3 separate regions of the Mus musculus genome follow, and all the other regions are linked to region 1. A link is a contact called in public Hi-C data. All regions are on one chromosome and are shown on one strand. Each heading gives the region's core, a stretch centred on a gene start, on an enhancer-like site or on the middle of the called end of the contact. The rest is flanking DNA. Distances are from core to core; before and after follow the strand shown. Region 1 overlaps Zfp462 (zinc finger protein 462). Region 2 has its middle 61 kb from the start of Tmem38b. Region 3 has its middle 20 kb from the start of Gm33840.

Region 1 (3,249 bases), core at 258-2,757:
ATTCCATTGCTCCATGAAACTGATTCTAGGTTACTGTCAAGCTGTTTTGGTGACCTTGTCTTTCCTTAAGTATCTTAAAGTCACGGAATGGAGTGCCTCGAACTTCTTATCGTGTTCACTCTAGGTTGTTATGGCTATATGGGGTCTTTTCTAGTTACCTTGACGTTACAATGGAAAGCGAAGGGTAGATGTAACTCAGTGATAAAATTCTTGCCTGTGGTGTGAGAGGCCGTGGATTTTAAGAGTGCCAAAAACATTAATTAAATGGCATGGCATCCAAGACATGGACCTAATAAATAAGAGTTCTGACAAACTTAAAACCTATCTAAAGTAAGGTAAGAAGATAGATAATAAACCCACTGAAGGGTAAATCTCAGTCTTGTTGTTCCAGAGCAGATCTCTTAACACTACACACATCTTCAACCCCTTAGAGTGCTAACGTGTTCTTTTTTTAAAGAGACGCTAGTCATGAAATGCACTAGCCCTTGGGCTAGACTAAGGCCCCATGGCAGAATATCTAGCAGACCTGAGCAGGTCTTCCTGAGGCCATTTTCTTCTGTGGTTTTTTTTGTCCCTACCCTCCCACTGTGATAATCAAGGGATCTAGTTGGGTCCTTCAATCTCCAACTAACATAGAGAGCCAAGGCTTACAGCCAAAACGTGCTAACTTGTCAAAAGCTGCTTGCTGTGGTCAACCTGCAAGACTGCATAAAACAAAAGCCTCTCCTGTAGGTTGACTCAGGGCCATTTCTTATAAGGGAAATGCTTGTGATCTCAGAAGTATGCCTTATTTCTTTTCCTTCCTTCCTTCCTTCCTTCCTTCCTTCCTTCCTTCCTTCCTTCCTTCCTTCCTTCCTTCCTTCCTTCCTTCTTTCCTTCTTTTTTTTTTAACCTTTTAACAAATATGTTCTTCACAACAAATCCTTAACATCTCTTCACTGTTTTGGCTGTCCTCAGGGAGAGGGAGACAGGATGCTTCTGAGTGAGTCTACAAAAGCTTCTTTTTCTTCCTGGTACTCGGGCTCTGCTTGTCCCTCTTGATGAGATAAAAGATTCCTTCTTGGATATTTTGACTTTCTTCATGTCTAAGGCTACGCCTAGGCTATTTCTGAAGCCATCAGCATTCCAGAGCCCTCCATTTCCCAATGCTCTCCCCCAAAACAAATAAAACAAGCTTAGGCCATGAGAAAACACCGCGTCTGAAATATGTGAGGTAGCAAGCACATCTTCCTGCTTGTCCAGCTTGATCTCAGTCTATCCACTGGGCTTTCGGCTTCACACGAGATGGAATTAGGGCGAACAGCCTGGCTTCTACTTCCCTCTGAAAGTGTCATGTCTACATCCAGAGACCTAAACAAAAGAAGAAAAACTCCTCCTTGGGTAGACAAGTTGTGTATGAGGGACTGACTTGAGTACCTTGGGAATTGCAAGCTGAAACTGTCCCTTCCCTGTCACACATCCTTGCAAGAACGGTTCCCTTTGTCCTATCTCCTTCTCTTTGGAAACAACCTAGAATCAATCTTCCACCACCTCAGTAGATTGTTGCCAAGAAGACAGGGCCAACAATAGCCTGGGGTGTTTTTGCCAGACATCCTGGCTTCTGGCAGAGTGCACGAGGGGCTATTAGCTCAGCTCTCAGGCTGAGGGAGAGTGATTTGAGATGTGACAGGTAGACTGGCTTCTTCTGTGAGGATGAAGCTTAGCATGTGCCCTTGGAGACAATAGATGACCGGCTTCATGTTTCCTGAGGGCAGAGGATCAAGTACCAGCTCCATTCTCCTTGTGAATCATTTGGACGTTCATATAGACACCTTTGGTTGGGGAGTTCATGGCCTTCCTGTTCCCCAGTTCCTTCCCAGACATGAGAGCTGAGGACTGTACTCAGAATAGACACACAGCAAGATCAGCCTGGGAATTTCAGAGAGAAGCCACGCACGCACGAAGAAATTGAAAGGAACCCAAGCAGAACGCCGCCCACCCTGCCCCCTCTCATTATGCAACTAGGAGGAGTCAGGAAGGCATTCTGTTGATTTCTTGCCCAAGATAATCCCTGCTAAGGAATTAATGCGCAGACCAGATGGCGCTGTGTCATTTCCAGTGAAAAGAATCAAGGAAGATAGTCTGTGCAATTATTTTTAATGGCTTGTGTGGTGATCTTCTTAATTTGTGAGAGAATGCCTTGTCTTTTGTGAGAACTGGCCCTGTTCACGTAGCTTTCTTGTGAAGTGGATGAAGGCATCCCAGAGTCCTAGCTAATGTCTGGAAGATTTCATGAAATATGGGGCATTTCAATCAGAAGTTGTCTTCCTGTGACGTCTAATCTGCTGAGGGGCCCACGGTAATCAGAGATGAAAATGATCACGTTTCCCCAAGCTCCACCCTTTTTTCAGAACTGTGTAGTCTGCTACTTACTATCCGTGTGAAGACTTGGCCCTCAGTGGGCTAATGAAAGACATCTGGGCTTAGGACTAAGGACAGCACAAAGGCCACGTAAACCCTCATCTTTGAGCTTGCCAGGAGGTGTGGCTTATAAACAATTCGCTAGCCAATCCATGTGTATAAGGCCCCTCACATGTGGCAGCATCACAGGAGTGAAGAAAACAGCTAGACCAATATTTGCTGTGTACACCAGACCCATTCAGAAATGTCTGCGTATCCCAGTACTTGTGAATATCACCGGTTGAGAAATAAATACTGGGCGGTTGGCCAGGATCTGTCAGTGGCTGGGGACATGCTTGCTTTTCTTATCATTAGTTATTATTACATGTGTTTATTTATCGTATGTGTGAGAGAGTTGTACACGTGGAGGTCCAAGCACAATTTGCAGGAGTTGGTGGTTTTTGTCTCCCACTATGTGGGCTCCAGGGATCAAACTCCGGTCATGGAGCCTGGGAGCAGGCAACATTAATCTACTGAGACATCTCAATGTCCCAGACATGCTTTTATATAAGCTCCCGGCGGCCCAACCTCAGCGTTGCTTAGGGTACCACCCAGGAGGGTCTCTGCAGGGCTCCTATCCATCCGACAAAGGAGGTACACATGTTGTGATGCTTTGGCCTAACTTGAAATACGAAGAAGTCCTGTGGCCTACTCTGTAGAACCAGGTTGGGCGCTTTCTGTGGTCTATTTTCTTCTTAGTGAGCAGATAGCCCTGTTTCAAATTCACACTGAGTAGCTGCCGAGCTGTCAAGCCCTTGGTCAGACCCTGCAGAAGGGATGAGTTAATTAGAAAAGAGATGTAAAGGGTCT
Region 2 (3,249 bases), core at 252-2,751, 1.2 Mb before region 1:
AAGTTTACTCAGTGTAAAAATACTCATGAAAATGAGGGTGTTCCCTAGAGATGTGAGGATCAAAAATGTTGAAAAATGTTGCTGGAATACAGAGGATGTGTTATGTTTAGATTAAGAGCAAGCCCAGTTGGAGAGGACCAGTGTCCCTTGCTGCCCGTGGTGGTGACGTTGAATAGAGGCAAGCTTTGAGGTGGGATCAAGTTTACCTGGGGAGTGTGAGAACTTTCATCGTTCAGAGTCCACAGTACCATGGAGATGCTGAGCAAACTGATCGGGATGTGGCGCCTTGTTTTTGTTTCTAATCTCTGCTCCTTCCTCACAGGCATCCCTCTAAGCAATGGGGTTCTTTTCTATCCAAAACTGATGGAAGAAGAATATCTCCTAAAAAATTTCAGCAAATCGGAGTGTAAGCGGGCACACTGTCAGTATGGTAACCCAGAATAGACTTCTTGCTGCAGGCAGGGGTCAGTGGGGTCAGAGGGCATCAAGGATGGTGCCTTCCACCTGCTCCCCATCCTTAAATCCTTCCCAGAGGCTGGCTGGTGAATAAGCACCCCTAATCTCACAGTCCCCCTCCACCTCACGCAAGAGGCAGATCAGCCTATCTCTTCATGAATCTCCTTACAGTAGACCTTTCTTCTGAAGTGTAAGCTTCAGTGACCACCAGGGTCATGAAGAGAATGGCCGAGAAAGGTCTGACCTAGTGAATGCTGTGGTAATTTAGGGAGAAGAGGATAACTTGAAAGGAATACCAGAGATGTGAATTCCAAGAGAACGTTCTTATGAAGTGCTAAGAGAATACTAGAATCAAGAGGCACCCAGGGAGGGCCAGGAAGAAGTTGACTGCTTCTGGAATGAAGGCGGGTCCTCTGCACAGCCGTAGCTGCCCCTGCAGGAGTGATGTGAATGGATATTGCTGACCGCTGTGCCTGGAAGCGCTGGCTTGAGAGTGGGTGTCAGGCAGTCTGGGTTTAAGTGCAGCCTGTGCTACGGCAGGGGCACTGACTCGATGCCTTGGGCTTTACGTTCGCTTCCTTCTGGCTCCAAGCCACCGTGGGACTGGGGATGCGTTTGAGGAGGGCATAGCAGGAAATCTTTGCCTGTTTGATTCTTTTGCCTGTGTGAGTCCTTCAAGGCATTCCTTCAATTCTCTGGGTTAAACGCTCCAATTTTAGTCAGAGGCATTTTTCTTCCTTTGGATCTGAAGACAGGAAGTAAAGGATTCGAGAAGACCCTTTCTTTCACTACCCTCTCACGTCGTCTCTGACGATTCCCAGACTGGTTCTTTCTTGGCAAAGCTTCAGTACTGGACAAATAAAGCTCGCTCCTAAAGTTAGAGCCTAGGAAAATCAATGCAAAGTTTATGGAGTAATTCTGCAGCCCAGGAGGCATGGCGATGTGCCGGACGCAGCAAAGCATGTTCGCCTCCCTCCGAAATAGGTCTTAAAAGTGAAAGGAACATTAAAATATCAATTCCTAATAAGAATCATGTGGATACTTTCTTCCATTAAATGGTCCAGTCTGTTAAGGGGAGGAAAGAGAGTAGGAAAATAAAAAGAGACATGGAAGTGAAAAACAATAGGAGCAGAAAAAAAAAAAACCTGGGTGGCAGAGACCAGGGTGTTGTTGATGTCCGCTGGCTAGACAGCCTACCTAAAGGACTACAGTATCCAGGATCAGCAAGAGACCCTGTCACAAGAGGATAAGGTGGAGAGTGCTAGAATAGGACCTCTGACACCCTCCTTTGGCCTATGCATGTAAAGGAGTTTGAACTTGCACACACTGATATCACACACATTTGCAAGTGTACATTCTTACATACATACATACATACATATATACATATCAAATGCCCCATGTATACACTATAGCTATACACTACAGCTTAGCAAGGCAGTGAGGTGCAAGAAATGTGAATCTTCCTGCAGTGAACTCTGAACTTACTAAACATAATTTAGCAATACAGTTGTAGGGGAGGTAAAGGTTATATGTAAAGAAATGATATTTCAGGGCTGGAGAGATGGCTCAGCGGTTAAGAGCACTGACTGTTCTTCTGAAGGTCCTGAGTTCAAATCCCAGCAACCACATGGTGGCTCACAACCATCCATAGTGAGATTTGATGCCCTCTTCTGAGATGTCTAAAGACAGCTACAGTGTACTTACAGGTAATAAATAAATAAATCTTTAAAAGAAAAAGAAATGATACTTCTTTAAAGGGGAAAATATTGTCCCTTTCAAAATAAAGGGCAGCATCGAGAAAAGTCTGGAGGGAAGGGAGAATGCAGCTTTTAATTTCTACAGTTTTTTTCAATAGACCAGAGTAAAAATTGCAGTCTTTATAGTTGATAAATAAATACAGATTTTGAAAGTTTTGGATGCAATTAACTACTGGAGCTCCAAATATTTGCGGGAGGTTAAGGCATAGAGCAGCTCACTGGGAAAATTAGAACGGGCAGGAAATATTAAAGAAATAAAACTCAGAAAGAATAAGATAATGTGACAGTGACCAAGCATAAAGCATATGAGAAGACTCGTGGGCAGTTTTTATATATTTAAATTAAGTTAATATTCTCTTCAATTAGATCACCAAATAAGAATACAGTGGTGTGCTAATATGTTTAACATACTTAGTCAAACCTTACATACACAAATAAAATGCCAAAATGTATTAGGGAAACAGAAAATTAAGAAAGGAAAGATAACACTACAGCAGTCAATTAATGAGTCATCTTGTATCAGTTCATACTGGGCTGGGGATGTAGCTTAGTCTGCAGAGTGCTTGTCTTCAGTGCCTGAAGCTTGGGGGTTTGAGTCACAGAACCCATAAACTAGGCGTGGTGGTACACACCGGTAACCCCAGCCCTAGGAAGGTGGAGTCGGGGGATTGAGAGTTCAAAGACATCTCTGGCTACAAGTCAAGTGTGAAGCCATTCTGGACTGTGTGAGATCCTGTGTCTAAAGAAATCATTTCATAGTGTTAAGATCATCGATGCTTGAATCGGAAGGGGATCAGAGTGATCTGTAGGGCTCTGAAAAGCCATCTCTGGCTTCACCCAGTGTCTAGCTCTTTAGGTCTGAGGTGGGGTGGGGTGTCAGGACTTTCTGTCTAGCAAGTTCCTAGAGGAGGCAGATGCTGGTGGGAAAGGGACTAAAATGCTGGAAAAAGGGGGGGGGGGAGGAGAGAAAGAAGATCGATATGGTGAGACCTCACGTGCCAGAGAATAACACGGAAGCATGCATCACAAACAT
Region 3 (3,249 bases), core at 240-2,739, 1.1 Mb before region 1:
GATCCCAAAGGCTGACTTGTTCTTTGTATATTGGACAACTAAACAGATCTAAGGAAGTTTAATACTCAGACTTTCTCTCAATGTTCATTCTTTTCATTCTTGGTATCATGATTAGAATGCTTCTCCCTCCATGCACAAAATTATATGAGTATCATTCTTATGCCTTTTTTGTTTATTTTAAATTTTTTTTTCATTTATTCACTAATTAGAGACGTCAAATAAACACTGCCTTTAACAATCAGATAGTTAAGTTTTGGTCAAGGAAGACAATGACACAGGTTTGTCAAGGTAGGGACAAATGTCCAGTCAGGTCTTCTGAGTCCTGAGACCAATCAAATGATGAGATCGCTTGAATTCAGAACAGGGACTAACATACAACACAGGACTACGTGCTGGCTTTAATTTGTGGCCCTGTGCTGTGTTAGGATGTGCCATCCTTACGACCTCTCTCTGGGACATGAGTATGTTGAATTGGAGATGCGTTTGGAGTAAGATTTGGTTGATATATCATCAGCGAATGTAGCATACACAACCTGTAGAAACTTGATATAAAAACATTATTAAGGGACAAAGTCCCTCCGTGCCCTTTTCGAGTTTGGAGTTTAAGGGACAGAGCAGAAAGAGGCAAATCACTAAATAGTATAAATAGCAATACTGTGTGATAGACAGCTCCCCCACAAAGAGGATGTTAGGGCATAAAAAGGCATCCAAGGAGAAGTGTCATTGAGAGAGAGTGGAAGGAGGCCTTTCAGGGACTGGACAGGAGACTGGGTAGTAGAAAGCACAGATTCAAAACGTCTGAGTTTGGAGAAGGTGTGGCTGATTGAGGGACGAACACAGCCAGGGAAGAACTGGGACACTGAAGGTCAAGAGGTGAGCCCTGATCCTGGAGAGGTAGGTCATATTCAAAACAGAAATTAGGATTTTGGTTTTGGTCTTTAGAATCAAAAGTCATTGAAATACTTTTAAGTTTTCTGGGGTTATGATTGGTCCTTTGGAATTAAGGGGGAGGGGAGGGATGGACTGATGGTAAAAGGTAGGGAGAGTGGTCGAGATGGGACTCCTCAGTGCAGGGTGAGCGCTGAGACTTCTGTCTTCACTGGGCATATCTGGGAAGGTTGACCTTACAAAAGAGGCCATGTAGAGAGAGGGGCTAAACCAGGGACCAGGGTATGCATATACATACTTGTGTATGTGTGTGCTTGTGTTTTGGGGTATGTAAGTAGAGGCACACACATTAGTATAGGGCATTGTGTTATGTCTGCGTATTTGCATTCTTAAGCTAAGGGCTTCATGTGTGTGTATGCATGATCTTACATAGTTCTGTATAAGCACATAAGTGTTTGTATGTGTAAGATTTGTGGTGTGTGTGTGTGTGTGTGTGTGTGTGTGTGTGTGACATGTTTGTAGCACCTGTGTGCATGCACAGGAGCGCTGGGCTTGAAGAGCTCCTCCCCCAAAGTCACATATGCCCCTAACTGCCAGCAGGTGGCCCCTGAGCACCGTGTGCTAGGCTCTGGGGACAAGGTCGGCTTTGCTCATCCAGCCTTCTCCTTCCCACAACTCCAAGAATCTTTTCATGGTTTGGCTTCCTCTCTCAAGGCTTCTGTCCTGAGGGATAGTGAGACAGAACGGCCCCGAGAGTGGTAGTGTTGGGCTGTGGGCGGGGCTATTGAGCTCCTGCGGTGCTCCTGGCTCTGTGCCTGTCTCTCAGTTGCACCGGTGTGGTTGGTCAGTAGCCACATAGGCAAGCGCTGATCTGTACTGAGCTAAGGAGGGTTGTGGGCAAAGAATCGGCACCACAGAATGGACTGAAGAAAGCGCCAGGCATGTCTGTTCACCCTTGCTTAAAAGTGGCACCAGGACCAAGCAAGAGAGGAAGATGGAGTTTTTCTGCTTGGAAGGCGGAGAACTAACACACACCTCTCATAAAAAGAGCATCCCAAGTGTCCACAGGCAGCTAGCTAGTCTCTATCAGGTCATGATTACTGGGTCTTTGAACAGTTGGGCTTGAGAAGGGAAGTTGGACCCACCAAGCTGCTTGTGAGGTCTATGAGAATACTAAGAGGCTCCATTAGCACATGCTGCTCGAATTGTCTATCACCGAGGTTAATCCTCACGTGTGGCTGTGAGCAGAGAGGGTCTTTATAATCCATCCATCCTGATCTTTAGTGCTCCATCCAGGGGCTGAGTCAGGATGGGTGCTTGTTGATGACCTGGTGAGCATCTCAGAGTAGTAGTACCTAGAGGAGGTTGAATGGGATGCATGGAGCTTGCAGCCAAGTTTTGGACTAAATATATGCTGGTTGGAGTTAGAAGGAGTCTAAAGGAAGCGAGAACTCTAAGAATGGTAGGAAGTAGACCCTTGGAGGCTGCACCAGAAAAACCAGATTCAGTGGGCAATCCTGTGGTTCTTCTATCAATTACCTGCCAAACCTTGGGACCTCTGGATATAGCTCAGGGCAGTGCATGGAGGGGAATGGGAAGAAGTTGTTGTCTGTTGGGCTGGGGATATTACTCCTTCGCTAGAGTGATTGCTTAGCATGCTTGGAGCCTTGGGTTTGCTTGCCAGCTCTGCATAAACCAGGTGTGGTGGCTCACTTATAGTGAGGAGGAAGGTTAGACGTTCAAGTTTATTCTTTTACATAGTGAATTTGAGGCTAGCTGAGACCCTGCCTCAAAAGACCTACAACAAATAAAATAATATAAAATAAAATAAAATAAAATTAAAAGGAAGGATATTGGATGAAATTCTGGACCTGAGCTCTAATTAATTGTAGAAGTTCTTTTCTTTGAAGATAAATTTGAGTCCATTTTTATCTGTTTACCATCTGTGCCTGCTTGTGGTGAATACTTGATATCTCTCTCTCTCTCTCTCTCTCTCTCTCTCTCTCTCTCTCTCTCTCTTTCTGTGTGTGTGTGTGTGTGTGCGCGCGCGCGCACACGCGCGTGCGCACATGCAGATTTTTATGCACAAGGCTCTGTGTGCATGTAAAGGTTGAAGGTTGATGTCAGGAATTATTACAATTGCTCTTTCACCTTCTTCTATGAGGCAGGGTCTCTCAATCAAACCAAGAACCCCACGGGATGTCTATCATCTTACTCCTTACTCCATGGGGGGAGGGTCCCCAGTGTCCTCTTCTTTAGGCTGGAATTATAAGTGGGTCATCAAGCCCACTTGGCATTGGCAGAATCCACATGGATTCTGGAGAGCCAAACACCAGTCCTCAGACTTATACAGTAAGCAAC

What was found. Hi-C and Micro-C count contacts between places; a contact is called where the count stands out from the background.
Region 2: a Hi-C map of the N1E-115 cell line shows a contact between it and region 1, with 4 times the contacts expected there. The contact joins two enhancer-like sites. A contact is called at or near these places in 2 of 15 datasets of contacts at CTCF or cohesin (the NIH/3T3 cell line and pro-B cells), 1 of 484 Hi-C or Micro-C datasets (the N1E-115 cell line), 1 of 115 datasets of contacts at active chromatin or transcription factors (embryonic stem cells) and 1 of 9 other capture datasets (embryonic stem cells).
Region 3: a contact with region 1 is called in a Hi-C map of the N1E-115 cell line, with 4 times the contacts expected there. The contact joins two enhancer-like sites. A contact is called at or near these places in 1 of 15 datasets of contacts at CTCF or cohesin (large pre-B cells) and 3 of 484 Hi-C or Micro-C datasets (the N1E-115 cell line, cerebral cortex and pre-B cells).

Annotation. Positions count from the first base shown.
Region 1 is chr4:55,075,709-55,078,957 of GRCm38.p6, forward strand. All of the region lies in intron 11 of Zfp462 (zinc finger protein 462), which reads left to right. Among named protein-coding and RNA genes, the nearest start is that of Gm42289, 8.2 kb to the left of the region's middle. Within about 2 kb of position 1,508, at least 54 of the 459 cell types and tissues checked have an H3K27ac peak or open chromatin away from gene starts, as enhancers often do. A contact at or near this core is called in the N1E-115 cell line and cerebral cortex, where this site is marked.
Region 2 is chr4:53,885,625-53,888,873 of GRCm38.p6, forward strand. It overlaps the pseudogene Gm12468. Among named protein-coding and RNA genes, the nearest start is that of Tmem38b, 61 kb to the left of the region's middle. Within about 2 kb of position 1,502, at least 16 of the 459 cell types and tissues checked have an H3K27ac peak or open chromatin away from gene starts, as enhancers often do. A contact at or near this core is called in the N1E-115 cell line, where this site is marked.
Region 3 is chr4:53,930,097-53,933,345 of GRCm38.p6, forward strand. No RefSeq gene overlaps it. Among named protein-coding and RNA genes, the nearest start is that of Gm33840, 20 kb to the right of the region's middle. Within about 2 kb of position 1,490, at least 34 of the 459 cell types and tissues checked have an H3K27ac peak or open chromatin away from gene starts, as enhancers often do. A contact at or near this core is called in the N1E-115 cell line and cerebral cortex, where this site is marked.